2 separate regions of the Zea mays genome follow, and region 1 is linked to region 2. Evidence: chromatin contacts called from public Hi-C data. All regions are on one chromosome and are shown on one strand. Each heading gives the region's core, a stretch centred on a gene start, on an enhancer-like site or on the middle of the called end of the contact. The rest is flanking DNA. Distances are from core to core; before and after follow the strand shown.

What was found. A called contact is a pair of places that touch in the nucleus more often than the background predicts.
Region 1: a contact with region 2 is called in a Hi-C map of tassel, with 3 times the contacts expected there. The contact joins the promoter of LOC542217 here to the promoter of LOC103648019 in region 2. A contact is called at or near these places in 2 of 25 Hi-C or Micro-C datasets (ear and tassel).

The regions. Positions count from the first base shown.
Region 1 is chr2:229,825,508-229,832,946 of Zm-B73-REFERENCE-NAM-5.0, reverse strand. It overlaps LOC542217 (lysosomal alpha-mannosidase), which reads right to left and starts at 2,277. Exons shown (of 29, transcript NM_001305853.1): 1 at 1,925-2,277; 2 at 1,622-1,705; 3 at 1,200-1,288; 4 at 926-1,100; 5 at 382-501; 6 at 137-223; 7 at 1-50. The coding sequence starts at 2,125. It overlaps LOC103648024 (transcription factor SCREAM2), which reads right to left. Exons shown (of 4, transcript XM_008672524.4): 3 at 7,316-7,439; 4 at 6,920-7,222. The coding sequence ends at 7,127.
Region 2 is chr2:229,530,984-229,538,270 of Zm-B73-REFERENCE-NAM-5.0, reverse strand. LOC103648019 (serine carboxypeptidase-like 45) reads right to left here and starts at 2,588. Exons shown (of 10, transcript XM_008672520.3): 1 at 2,054-2,588; 2 at 1,803-1,904; 3 at 1,529-1,624; 4 at 1,062-1,154; 5 at 854-936; 6 at 467-748; 7 at 252-379; 8 at 58-150. The coding sequence starts at 2,342.

The sequences.
Region 1 (7,439 bases), core at 1,028-3,527, 290 kb before region 2:
AAATCATTAACTCGTTCTTCAACATTATAATCGAAAAGAAGGGGATCATCCTGCGTGGAGGAAAACCAGGAATTGGCTCATGCTAAGTGCTTGAATAATACACAATATCTATAGTACCAAATTTCTGATTAATTACCTGGACAACAGGGGAATTATCATCAACTTCAAAATAAAAATCACCAGGAGGTGGTTCATAGTTTTTTGGAAAGATGCCAGCAAAGATCTGAAAGAAACATATAGGTTTGAAACAGAAACAAAACAAATTGTGTCAAAAATTGAAGCGGGTTAGCACTTAGCATCTATGGCATCATGGAAATATTTGTAAATGGAACATATAACGAGGTGCATTGTGTACTTTTGAAAAAGAAACAAGCCACTTACATCAGCCGATGAGCCCAAGGTCTTGGAGCCCCTCCATACAACCTCGAGTTCTTTTGTTCCTTTCCGTGTATCACGGTCTTGGTAATCAATCCGGAAGAAATAGAAAGCATCGAATCCTACCTGATAGGCAATAAAATATTTAGTGAGCCATCTCTCTTCTAGTAAGTCAAATATGTTCCTTGAACACCACAGGTGCAACTGTTACTTCAGTTAAGGAAATGAGTTTGTTTTAGACAATACTAGTTCTGTGGCTAGTCAAGAAGTGTGTTTACCTGTCAATCACACAAATAATAAGGGCAGTAGCAGAAACGACAAGAGATCATTAATTTCTTATTGTCCATGGCTACATGTTGTATATAAGTAGCTATACCTACAATAGAAGGTCTAGTCCGCAAAAGAAAAAAGTGAAATATCCAAACATTCAGGTTTCCAAATATTGTGGATATTTCTATAATGATGATACGTACATTATTGTGGAAATGCAAAAATTCATTTTATCATGCAATGGGACGAAACTTGAATATGAAACAAAAAAAACAATTACTTCTGCGCCAAGAAGGTAAGCCTGAACCGCAGAGTGCCCAAACGGATCAATCTGCCAGCCAATCCGTGGGATCTGGCCAAACTCCTCCTTGATGTACTTGTGTCCAAGTGTAGTCTGATCGATCATGTCAATATAGTGTACAGCCGCCTCATCGTGCATGCACATGCCACCATTTCTTCGAGACCAGAAGCAATATGTCATTCACCACAGAACAAAAATAACTTCTGGCAATACAATCTATAGAGTGGCAGCTACAAAACTTGAAGGAACATACATTAATTCCAGCCGTCCAGAGCTGATGAGCCCCTTCACTGTATCCTTGATCATGTCATTCTGGTTCCTCCACCATCTTTGGAAGAATGCCTGCAGCCGTACTCGTACATATATAACCACAGGTCAGGAAAAAAACAAAAGTAAAAAAAATCTCCATCTAAAAGATAGCCCACTCTGCACTACTTCACGAAGGGTTTGGATGCAGTTATTCGGAGTTGTAATCTAACTTCCGTTCCCTGCGTCGGCAGCAAGGAACATAGACTGTATGTACTAGTTCCACAAGCCCACGGAACCAACAGAATGGCCACAGGTAGATGTGCATTGCTTCCTATCCTCCAATTTTCACACACCAAGTTTGCCACAGCCCAGCTTACGGCGCATCGGAGGCTCGACAGTTGCAAGTCACTACTATTTAGTATTTACCTGCTCAACATAGATGAACTTTCGGTTCTCGTCCTTGAGAAGCGCCGGGATGAGCGAATCCAGCACGTTCTGCACGCATGCCCCCTTCAACCAGGAAAAAAACACACCAAATTAGTTTAAACAAGGTAGAGCCAAGTTGACGAAGAACAAGCACAGTTCAGAAAATTAGTTACGGATCCCCGGACCCGAAAGCATGCGCAAGCGATTAGCGCGCCAATGCTAGGCTCCAAAAAAAACAGTCAAATTAACCGCGCGCGACGAAATCGGAGAGCGGAGGTCAGCGCGGCGGAGCAGGCGCCTCACCTGGATGGAGTTGTTGGATCCGACGTAGTACTGGTCTACGGTCTTGAGCCATCCGACGTCGTCGTGGGTGTGCGGCACGACGTGCACGTTGAGCTTCCCCGGCACCACCCCCGCCGACGTGTTGTAGGGGATGTACACCGCGCCCGCGGCGGCGAGGACGGCGGCGACGGAAAGGAGGAGGGCGAGTCGAACGGGGCCCATGAAGGCGGGCGCGCTAGGAGAGTGGAGCGTGGAAAGGGAGGATGCAGCGGTGGCCGCCGGGAAGCGGGGACTGTGATTGACTGTAGACTGTTGTTGCGACCGGCGGAGGCCTCAGGTCAAGCAGGCAAGCAGCTAAGAAGAAGCTTGGGACGGGGCCCCACCTGGCGGTGGGCGACGATGCCCGGCGAGTAGCTGGCGGCCTGGCGCACTCGCTGCGCCACGTCAGCGTCCCGACTCCCGTGGGGTGGTTTCTGCAAATGAGTATCCTCTCGAGTGGGGTCTTGGGTGGGGCCATGGGGGCGGGGGTAGAGATGGCAACGGGTACAAACCCGCCGGGTTTTGCTATCCCAGACTCATACCCGTGAAAAATATTTAAACCCATTAAAAAACCCGTACTCGTGACGGGTTTGAAATTTTGCCCAAACCCGTACCCATCGGGTTAGCGGGTACCCACGGGTTACCCGCGGGTTTTATCTCCAATATACTTATTCTTTCTATAATCAATAAGTATCGTAATGATTAATGAGATCATGGTCCAAAATTTATGTAATGAACAACGAGTTCATGATTTGGTATAAAAAATATTAGTAGAGAGAATTAAATACAAATAATAAGTTGTATAATCAAGTTACCTTGCACTAAGTTATACATCCACCACATATATAACGCTAGTAATAACTATAATAACAAGCAAGCAACACTCTCACCAACTACTTATACATTCACTATTTGATAAAAAATAGGAAGTAAATAGGTAGATAACAAGTTTGTTGTTCGTTTATAAAATAAAATGACAATATACACTAGGTTTGGTCGGGTTTAAAAAACCCACGGGTTCACGGGTTTGGGTACTATAGGAACAAACCCGTACCCATGAACCCGTCGGGTATACATTTATGCCCATTAACAAACCCATGGGTATGAAAATTGACCCAAACCTGTACCCTAATGGGATAAAAACCCATCGGGTTTCGGGTTTCGGGTACCCATTGCCATCTCTAGGCGGGGGAGGTCCAAATTGGTTTTCCTTTTATTTATATCCGAAATATCGTGCCGCTATCATTCCTATAATTTGGGAGGGAAAATGTATAATACCCTGTTTTGGATATTGGAGCACGGAATTAGAAATTATAACAAGATTTTCATAATTCTATTATTTTGTTGCATATAGAATCGAGATTTGGAATCAAAGACTTAATTATCTGAAATTGGACTATAACTAAAAATTCTCTCTGTCAATACAAAGCATCACTCATCTATAGTGTGTGAAATTGAACCACACAATTCTAAAGTCCAATTTAATAACATCCAAACAATAGAATTGAAATTATATCGCATCTCAATATCACTGTTGATTTGATATTAAAACCAATTCAAAATCGACATCCAAACAAAGCATAACAAAATTGACCGCACGGATGGATTTACTGTATAGTAATGTAACTACGTACTTCCTACTGGTCAAAATAGTTACATTTGACTACTGCTTTGCACGGCGGGAACTACTTACAAAATACGACAGCATTGCGTGACACGACAAGTATCTTTGTGTACACATATATATAATCTCTTTAGTTTTCAAATATAATGTATAGTAGATATGTACTCGTCAACTTTCAAATCTCAATCGTCGACTCGTCTTATGCTTACAATATAGGTACATTTCGTTGGGCTTAACTTATTTTTCATCTTGTATTTAACAAAAGCAAAAAATTGTGGTCCGTACTATTTGTTGCTGCTGTAGCAAGCTATGTCAGCACTGAAAACAAAGCAACAGCATGTAATACTCCCAACTAAAATTCGTTTTAGGTTTTTAATGGATTCATACAATGTATTTGTATAATTGTCTAGATTCGTCTTCATTCATTTGAATATAAATGTAAAAACAAAGAGCTAAAACGAATACTAATTTAGGAGAGAGAGTATATATTTACTCCTACCAAGCTACCAACATTTTAAGCAAACAACTCGTGCGACAAGCACAAGCTATGCCAAATATTACCATGGTCTCTTGTTTTGCAATGTCACATGGATGGTTACAAGCTCTTCCCTACGATTCATAAGCTAATGATTAGAGGTTTTCCACTATGATTCATGAACTATGCATACTTTGAGAGGATTCACTATGATTCGTAAAAGTAATTATTACAGGTTCTTCACTATGATATATAAAGTATATATATTGCCATACAAGTTTCGCCCAAATTTAAAGGGGCTAGCCGTAGTAATATATACTGGTTGATTATATTGAACGTTTTTTTACTAAAGCAGGGGGGGAGGGGAAAATTTCTTCTGGTGTCCACTGTCCAGAGAAGCGTACATTTGCATGCCACGGTGCTAAATACTACTCCATCTATTTTTTATTTATTTATCGTGTTTTAGTTAAAATTAAAAAATAAACTAGCCATCGATAAATATTTGAGAACGAATGTAGTAGTCGTTTTAGCTCTTAGTTTTTATGTCTACATTTAAATAAATGAAGATAAACCTAGACACATATAAAACATATACAATAAATATTGTATGAACCTATTAATTAACTAAAACAAATTTTAATTTAGAATAAAGGGAGTAATGTAAAGTGTTGTGCATGTCGATGTAAATTGGATGGGCATTGAAGGGCCCCTGTGCAAAAACGAGATCGGATAAGGAAGGTGACAGACATAGACATCACAACTTGAAGAATCAAATCAAATCCAAAAAATATCCCTGCACATGCGGACACGCCACTCCGGATAAATAAAACACCAATGAGATGGCTTTGCCACGTGTGGTCCACACCATCGGTTGCTTCATCGCCGTCAAGGCCCATGGGCTGTGTTGTTTCGTTTCCTCCACCTGATGCGCATAGGGAGTTTGACGAACCTTTGGCCCATGGAATTGTTTGCCCCCTTGATCATTTAGAAGGAATCCGCGATGCTGCGCCTCCGTCATGCAATGCCGACCTGGTCTGGCTTCAGAGAGTTGTGTACCAACAAAAAAAGCACGGCATATAACCTCAATTAGTTAGCTAATTAGAGGACATATCAAGTGAAAACTGCAAACTTATTTAGGTACAAGTTTCTTCTGCCTCTGAAGTCAAAGATAGAACTAGAATAAAAATTTAGCTTACTTATACTCCCTCCGTTTTCAAATTAGTATTTGTTTTGGCTCTTGGTTTGTAATGATTATATTTAAATGGATGATGATAAATATAGACACAAACAAAATACATACATTAATTATTGTATGAATCCAATTAAAAATCTAAAACAAATTTTAATTTAGGACCGATGTAGTCCTTATATATATAGTGCCCCCCTTTTCCTTTGGTCTTATCGTATGACCCTTGTCCTGTAAGCAGGGCCAGAGCTGAGATTTGGGTGGCCTAGAGCGAACATAAAAAAACGAGCCTCTTATAAGTATAATATTTTCCTGGTTTTATATATATATATATATATATATATATATATATATATATATATATATATTATTGATAAGAATTAATGTGATCTCAAAACAAAATAAATTTTACAATACCTCTAAAGTTTATTCTAACATTTCTTTAGACAAAGTCATTAATGATCGTGTTAATATTAATCTTATCTAATAATTTTTTTCTCACTACATAGGTGGCCAAACTATTCAATTGTTTATGAGACATTATAGACCTTAAATATTTTTTTAATAACTTCAACTTAAAAATATGAATAGAAGATATGGATAGTTCTAGAAAGCTTAACTTCAAAACTCTCAAGTTAGAGATTAGATTATATAACCTAATAATAGCTACTATGTTACAATTAACTAGAGAGAGTAGGGCCTCTCGGACTTGGGGGCGGCTGCCCTGATGACCCTATGCCCAAAGCCCCTGTAAGCAGCCTGCCGGGAATGCCTTCTCCGGTTGGTGGAAAAGAAAGAAAGAGAACACCTGACCGGCGCGACGGGGTGCCGGAGCTCCGCCGCCGGTCTCAGGGCGACGCGTACGGTACACCTGCAGCACGCCGGCGCAGAGCGAATCCCGCTGCCTGCAAGCAAACACCTTCACAGCGGCGCAGGGTCTCTCTCCTCTTTCTCTCTTTTGTAGCCTGGACCAGAACCGTCCAAGGCACACTGCAATGCATCAACTCGGAGCTTTTCACAATTTCACCTGCACTTCCGAAGCAGCAACGAGCGCGCACGTCCCGGCGGCGGCGGCGGCGGCGGTAGATCCAGCCGCACATGCGCGCGCACGGCCTTCAAGACGGGGGCAGTGATTGGTTGTGGCCTGACACGGGTCACAGAGGAAGCTGCCAACCCGAATTTCCGATTTGAAGGCAGTAAAAGATGGTGCGACTACCGTCCGAAACAAAAAAAAAACGTGAGATGTTAGCAAATTTTACTACTACTTTAAACCAAATGGTAGAAAAAAATCTGTTCAGTAGAATTTCGCGGTGTGTCGTGTATTGTGAGTGTGACGGAATGGAAGCAGGATATGCTTGTGAGCGACAGACAGTGAGTGAGGGAGAGAGAGGCGCGCGTGCGCACTGCGCACACAGGAATGGAGTGAACCGTATTGAATGCGTGCATCTCGTCTCGTCTCATCGCACGCGCGCGCTCTGCGTCTACGTACGTACGGTACGCACGCTTACTGGTCTCATGATTGGAACTCAGAGCCGAGCCGTCCCTAGCAAGTGGCCGTTCTGACGGCCGCTGCCGTCGCAGTGGCGCCGGAAGGGGGAGTCATGCGGCCGTACAGAATTGCAGATGCAGTGTTGGATCTGCATCTTGCTGCAGTGCCAAGCGAGGCCGGCGCCGGCGGGGAGGACGAGTCCAGAGAGAAAGGGAACAGTTCTCTCGGCTGCAGCGAACCACAACCACGCGACTGTTTTGGCCGGGCAGAGCCAGCCACCACGGCAAACAGAAAGAGCCATCCAATGTATACAGGACAGGGAGAAGGGACAGATCTGACAGAAGCTACATCGTTCCCTTTTTATTTTCTTCTTTGGCGGCTGGGTGAGCACGCAGTCCTGCCGTCCGGCGTCACGGCGCCACGCCATGGAGCCCGGCAGACTGCAGGAGGACGGACTTGATCTCTTCTTCTGGCAGGAGGAGGAGCGCTGGGCCGTCCTTGCACAGCTGCCAGCATTGAGCAAAAACCAGCAGGCCCTCTCTCCTCGTCAGTAGATTTTTTTTTCACGTGGCAACGAAATAACATGACATTACGTTTACCTCAGCCTTGAAGATGTCCAAGGAAAACCCGTTGAAGCAACTGGCAACAGCTTGCTGGACGTCGAGCCCGAGCCCTTCGATTGCCCTCATGGTAGCGAGCAGAAGCCCAGGCCTGCGAGCGCAG
Region 2 (7,287 bases), core at 1,339-3,838:
TTTGCTGCACTTGCAAATCTCAAACAACCCTTTTCATAATTCATACGCATGCTATACCTGTAAACCAGCACTCGGATCCCGGATCTCACGAGCGATCCGACGACGTTGATGGTCGGGATCTGCAGGTTGAGCAGCTCGTACTGGAGAACGCTGCAGCAGAAGCGGGACGTTAGCCATGTCTCCTTCAGACGGAACCGAACCGGTCGCACTTGCAGGCTGTGCAGCTGTGTCGAGCCGAATGGATAGGATACCTGCTGCAGACCGCCCACTTGTCGACGCCGACGAGCCTCGCGTGCAGCGCCGCCTGCACGTCCCGCCGGTTGAGGTACCTCACCGTCTCGTCCTCCACGCACACGTCGACCCGCTGCCCGACCTGCTCCTGCGCGCATTCCATTTCCGCATCAGAGTCGATTCTTCTTCTTCTTGTTCGTCAGGGCAGACAGACGAGACGGCGTATAATACGTACGTGCGGCGAGAGGGTCTTGGACTGGGAGAGCACGGACGAGAGGAAGACGTCGAGCGTGACGTCGTACTTGTCGACGAAGCGGCTGGTCTCGCGCGTCACCCGGTTCATCACCCTGGCGCACAGCGGCGACAGCGCGCCGCCGTAGTACTCGGCGACGTAGCGGGAGTAGTTGCAGGCGGAGGTGAAGGCGCGGAACGTGGCGTCGGAGATGAGGCCGTGCGACCAGAAGTACTCGGCGCGGGAGTTGAAGTCCGTCGCGAACTCCAGCACCGGGTTGCCCAGCTGATTCGGTTCACGGACCGACGGCCGATGCCCATCGTCAGATCAGAGGCAAAGAACGAGCAGAGTTTCAGTGCAGAGACAGGTCCAGGGTTCAGGGTTGCTTACGGCGACGCCTTTGAGGTTGAAGATCCTCTCCTCCTTGTTGTTGAACTCCACCATGGCCTCGGCGAGCTGCGGGATGTAGTGCCCTGCATAGCATTCCCGAAACCGAAACAGAGGCAGCGTTAATTAATAGCATGTTTCTCGATCGAAACAACGACCATGCTAGCTGAATGATAGCTGTGTATATTGTATATACTCCCTGTCCTCCTACCTGCGTAGCTTTCTCCGGCGATGTACAGGTCCCTGCCCCTGTACTGTGGGAACTTTTGGAGCCACCTTTGCAGGAACACCATGTTGTCCATGGCTTCATTGGTCCAGACCAGACGTGCATGCAGTGCAGAGGTGGTGGAGAAAGTTAGAAGGGATCATCATCACTCCCAGTCACACGCACTGCTGCCGCTGCTACGTACTGCTACTGCTCAAACAAAAAGATAGAGAGCATGGCAGCATGCCCCTCTCCTCCCCTCCCCTCCTTGCGTGTCACTTTTCTTACACACACCACCACCACCATTTTTCTTCAGCGCAAAACAAACAAAAAAAATCGCTGTTTTTTTATGCTTCGCTCTTGCTGCAGCAAACAGCACTGCTAGGAGCAGACTGTAATGTAACTGATGAACAGTGATAAAAGCTAACTAGGCCGCAACGCAAGCATGTAGATTGAGCATTCCGAGCAAGTACCTGTCATCTTGTCATCCACGCCCTGGTAGTAGGCAGCGTCGGCAGAGTATGAGTAGCCAACGCCAGCCGGCGTCTCCAGGTATATCACATTGGCCTCTGCAGTTTCCATGTTTTTATTTTTCTTTTTCTTTTTTGAGCAAGCAAGAAACAGCACTAAAAACTCACACCAAAAACCACCAGCAAGAACAGAGACAGAGAATGCAGTGAAGGAATTGGAACGGGCAGCAAGCAAAGGGATGCACATTCACCGTACGATACGTACGTACGTACGTACCTTTGTTCCAGCTGTATTCGTTCTTCACCAGCACCTGCCCACTAGGCCGGAACGGCCCGTTCTCTGAGAAGGCCCCTACGCCCAGCGACGAGCACCCAGGCCCTACAGGACCAGAAGGAATCTCAGAAAGAGCAAAGATCGGACGGGTAGATGACAAAAAAAAAACTTGGATCGAGCAAGGATTTCCTCTTTCATCACCAAGAGAGAAAGAAAAAAAATGTCGAACAAGAGCTGCAAAGAAGAGAACTCACCGCCGTTGAGCCAGAGGACGAGAGGCTTGGAGGCAGGGTCGGGGGCATCGGCCTCCACGAAGTAGTAGAACAGGGCCCGCTTGCCGCCGCCGTCGCCGTCCACGCCGACGTAGCCGGAGTACTGGCCGAAGCTCACCTCCGGCTGCCCGGGGAGCCGCGTGATCCTGTCCGCGGCGGCCGCGGCGGCTGCGCAGGAAGCCGGACGGCAGAGCGCGGCCGCGACGAGCACTAGCGCCAGCGCCAGTGGCCTGGTAATGAAGGAGCTCGCTGGAGCTAATGGCGTGGCCATGCCGCCGATCGGCCGATGGACAGAGATAGTGTGTGTGTGACTGGAGAGGGAGAGAGAGAGAGACAGGCGTGGAAGAGTTAAGTGTGCTCTTTTGCCTTGAGAGCACAAAAAAATAGTTTCAAAAGCTGAATGATTCAACGGGACGAGGAGGAGGTGGGGAGGGAGAGAGTGGGAGTGGCGGATGCAGGGAAGGGAGGGAGGGAGGGCCTGTGCTTGGCCTTGGAGCTGGAGAGGACGGAAAATATATATAGCAGTAGCAGGGGAAAAGGAGATGAAAGGTACGCTTTGTTAGGGCTGTTGGCGTGGTTTGTCAGTCCTCTCTAAACAAACATAGATGCAGTCACATGTGATCAGGATTAAGTTAAGGGTTGGAGCAACAGTTGCTTAACGCTTCCCATTTTTTTTTCTCTGAACGTCGATTGGGTTCAGGATTAAGATGATGCAGCAGCGGAGCAGCCCCATGTGCCTAGTTTGACGAACAAGGTAAGCATCGTAACCACAGTCAGATTAAAGCCACAGTAAGTCGCAGCGAACGGAGCTTTTTTTGCACCGGATGGACATTGACTTTCTCAAATTCCTTTTTCTTTTAGGCCTAGTTTGGATACTTTGGGATTAGAGTGTTTTGGTGGGATTGAAAAAGATGTAAATCCCTAATAGATCAAATATTCTCTCAATACATCTCAATTCACTCCAATCACATTTATTACTAGAGTACCTAAAGTAGGCCTTAATGTTCTGCCCACCAGTTTTAAATCACACCACTAGAGTACGTTTGGAGAAATATGCCTGACCTGAGCCGTGAACAAATTGTTTAGCAGGTCATCACATGACATGAAAGCGCGCGCGTCGAGAGGGACAAGATGGGCCCAAGGGGGGCAAAAGCCTTTGGTGCATTACAGAAAGTAGGCCTTTAGGGCTTCCACAGTTGCGCTTTCGTTTATCCGGCTGCTCGCCCTCTGCGCAGTAAGTAAGTGGTGGGGACTTCGTCCCCGCTTGTCAGCGTCATGATTCACACAGGCCAATGTGACCAATTGTTTCCTTCCATCGACTACTAGTTTCTCTGTGAGAAGAAAACTATTCAAGTGTTCCATCGACTAGTTGCATTCACAACCACAGGAACGGGAAATAAAAATCCCATATATTTTAAAGAGTGTGTGTTTTAGGCTTTTAGCTACATGCCACACTGAAGTTCGGCCAGAATTGTGGGTGGGGTTGAACCGTTGAAGTTGAAGCAACCGTGGGTGTGGGGCGCATTTCGTCCACGTCACGGCACGCCTTTCAACAGACATAACGGCAGCATAGTTGAAGTTATACAGTTGCTGTGTTCACGTGGCTGCTTAGAACCTAGGAAGTGGCCCTAGAAACAAACAGACGAAAAAAAAGAGAGTAAAAAGTAAACATAACGGCATCATAGTTGAAGTTATACAGGATGTAATAAGTACCGAAGATGAAAAATACAAACTGATGAAAATACAGTCTGTGTTAATTTTACTTGAACAAACCTTTCTAGAGCACTGAAGAAGAAGGAAAAAAAAACTCTGAAAGTTAATAATCATGGAATTTCATCTGTACGGTACAGAAGAATGTAGCGCGTACAACGACACATGCATCCGGCTAGTAAGTATAACCCAGAGGGCAGGCAGGAGGCAAAAGGCACACGGACAGGAAGGGGCAGGAGTGAGTGCAGAGGCAAAAGGCCGTGGTGGTCTGGAGTGGCATGTGACCCTGCGCTAATTACGGTTTGCAAATGGACGCGAGCGCCTGTTTTTTCCGTGGAGCGACATCCGGCTTCTGTCTGTCTGGTACCACGCCTTTGGTTTCTTGCCCAGGGGTCTTGTCCGTCGAGCATCTATCTATCTATCTCTCTGACTCTGTGTTGCGACGGCAGCGAGGCTGGCTGGCTGACTGCCTGAGTGATTGATTGGCTTTTAGCGCTGCTGAGACCACTGTCTCGCAAATTTTCAGGAAGGAAACAGTATTACAGATGCGAACACCAAGATTCCCCACCCGAACCATAAAGAAGAAACGGGATCTTCACAAGCTACGCGTGCATCAAGAAACTCTGCCGGTAACACAGCAGCCGGCAGTTACACAATGCTACTTACAAAGCTAGAGGGACGACAAGCCCCTGCTGTGTTATGAAAAGGATGAACAGGCAGGCAACCCCGTGCAATTATTGAGCTAACACAAGCTGCTCCCAGCTTTAGGACAAAAACTAATCACGCTCAAGCGCAAGGGGACGTCTCGGTGTCTAAAAAGATGGCGCCACATATAAATTAAATCTAAGGTAAGGCGTGTGTTGTGGCCGTCCCGGCCCACATGCTCTCCCAGGCTTTAAGAGTAGTAGTAAGTACTACGCAAAGCCTGAAAACTGCAGCGGATGTTCTATGGAGGGGGTCTCCGGTTAGACGATTTCAGTCGTCTAAACTGAGATCACTTCTCTAAAAGTGCTTCATCTAAACCTAAATTTTATTTCATTCGAATATTAATTCATATAGGTAGGGCCTTGGCGACCTTCAACTCATGCTGCTGCCTTTTGGAGTAAAGCCGGAGGAGATCGCTTGCCTTCTGGAACACCTACTTTAATTTGCAGTCTGCGCGCTAGCAGGTACTATTGTTGATGCGCTGCTAATGAAGTGGTTTACTGATCCTGTGCTAGCTAGTACGTATACATGAAGTTGCATTATTAGGGCCCGGGGCTATTTAGGACAACCGCTGGATGTAATAACTCGAGCTGGCCCAACAAGCTAGCTCCTTAGCTTAGTTCGTTAAGATATTGAGTAAGAGGGCTGCCTCACCCCGTTCGCCAACTTAAGCTCTATTTCATTTAGCTCGTGGACACTCTATTTCATTTAGCTCGTGGACTATAGCAAAAAAAAAACATACTCCCTCCGTTCATAAATATATATGACACCGTTGACTCTTTTAAAAAAACTTTAGTCACTCGTCTTATTCACTAAGGGCTATTTTGGAAACTCAAATCCCCTTCAAACTAGTCCTAAGATAAAACTGACAATCACTACCGGTCTCCATTACTGTTAGAAATCATACCAAGCGCTACCGGACACATCTGCTTTACGTTGATGTCATTACGCGTCCTAGGCATTCCAAAGAAAACATGCCAAATCCAAAGATCTTTTGAAGTCATGCTTCTAGTATAATTGTAGGTTCATGCACATGTCCACTGTACATACCTTGTAATGCAGACGGGCAATTTTTCCACCTCCAGTGCATGTAATCTATGGACCCAAGCATACATGTAAAACATCTACTCCCATTAACTGCAAGTAATCTAGCAATGTCATATTCGTCGGGCTCTCTCAAGTACTCATCTCCAAAAACTTGAACAATAGTTGTGACAAACCTTCATAGACTTTCAACAGCAATACTCTCACCAATCACCAATGTGAATGTAATCATCTGTAGCATCAGTTGTCATTCCATAAGTTAGCATCCAAAAAAGCAGCAATAACCTTCTGCAAACTAGATAACCCAAGCTTTCCTGTTGCGTTTCTTTTTTGAACAAAATATTCACCATGCTGCTCAATAGCATTGAGAATGCGTATAAAAAGTGTACGCCGCATTCAAAACCTATATAGATATATTAATCAAACCCAAATCAAATTATTACAATTCAAGGTAACCAACATGGAATAATTGATTCCATACCTTTGCCTAAAATAACTTGAGCTATAGGTTGGATAATCTGCAAAATAATCTTGATATAGCCTCGCATGTCCTTCCTCTCTATTACGTCGAACAGTTTGACGGCCATGAACAGAACTGCGGCGTCTCGATTCTTCATCAAACTGATCTCCATCAATGACCAAATGCACGACATTGAAAAAGAATTCTTCTTCGTCATCTGAGGATGATGAATCCAACACCTGCTTAACAAGCCTGCTCTGCTTTGTCGACTCATCAATTATTATTATTTTCTCTCTTGGCCTTTTCGTCGTTCCTCTCACCCGTGGCGTCCTACTAGCATATCCCCCACTCGATGTACATGTACGTACGTATCATGCATGTATGCCATGTCATTGCCCAGTAGGACGTCCAAGCTAGGACGAGAGACCCAAGGGCAGCTGCAATAATTCATCCATCCGAGACGAGAACGACACACGTCTCACATGCATGCATGCTCCCTTTTTTCTTGTCTTGGGATTCCAAGATTCCAAAATCCCAGGTGGAGGTTGCATTGGTTGGGTGAGGCACCGAGCGACCAGTACAATGTGCCGTGGTGGCATGGCATGACAGCGGCGGCTAGCGGCCGGCAGTGCCAAGGTCGCGGCAGGGCATGCATTGTCAGCAGCAGTCCAGAGGCCCTCCTGGTACGTGTCGTAGTACCAATAAAAAAAGATTCCAGCCAATTCCTGCACGACGGTTTCATTCATGACTATCGATGCTATCTACTATTTCAAACTCTACTATATAAATAATATAAAACCATGCATATGGCCATATACATTGTAAACTATATTACTATATTAGTATAACATAGGTACGTTGTAACGGTACACCAATCATATTTGATGTTATAATGCAACAATCATTTGATATCCGATGGTCTAATGGTAAGCCAGTGCGATAGACCCTCTTAAAAATAAATTTAAAACTAAAGTAGAACCTCCCTATAAAAATAAATTTAAAACTAAAGTAGAACCTCCCTATAAAAATAAATTTAAAATTAAATTTGACATATAGCCCACATACCAGATATTAAACTATGTATACTGCAAAATGTATGAGTTGAAAAGAATACATACCCTTTTTTATAGCTCGCTCGGCCGCTCGTCCTACTTCAGCTAGTGACGTGGTACTATCCAGGAGCGCTGCATGTGACTTTATTTCATATTGGGCTTGAGAGTTTTCTCATAGCCCATCTAGGAGGTAACGACCTCATTGTTAGTTGAGACGTGAGGGACAAGAAACATATCTACGCGCT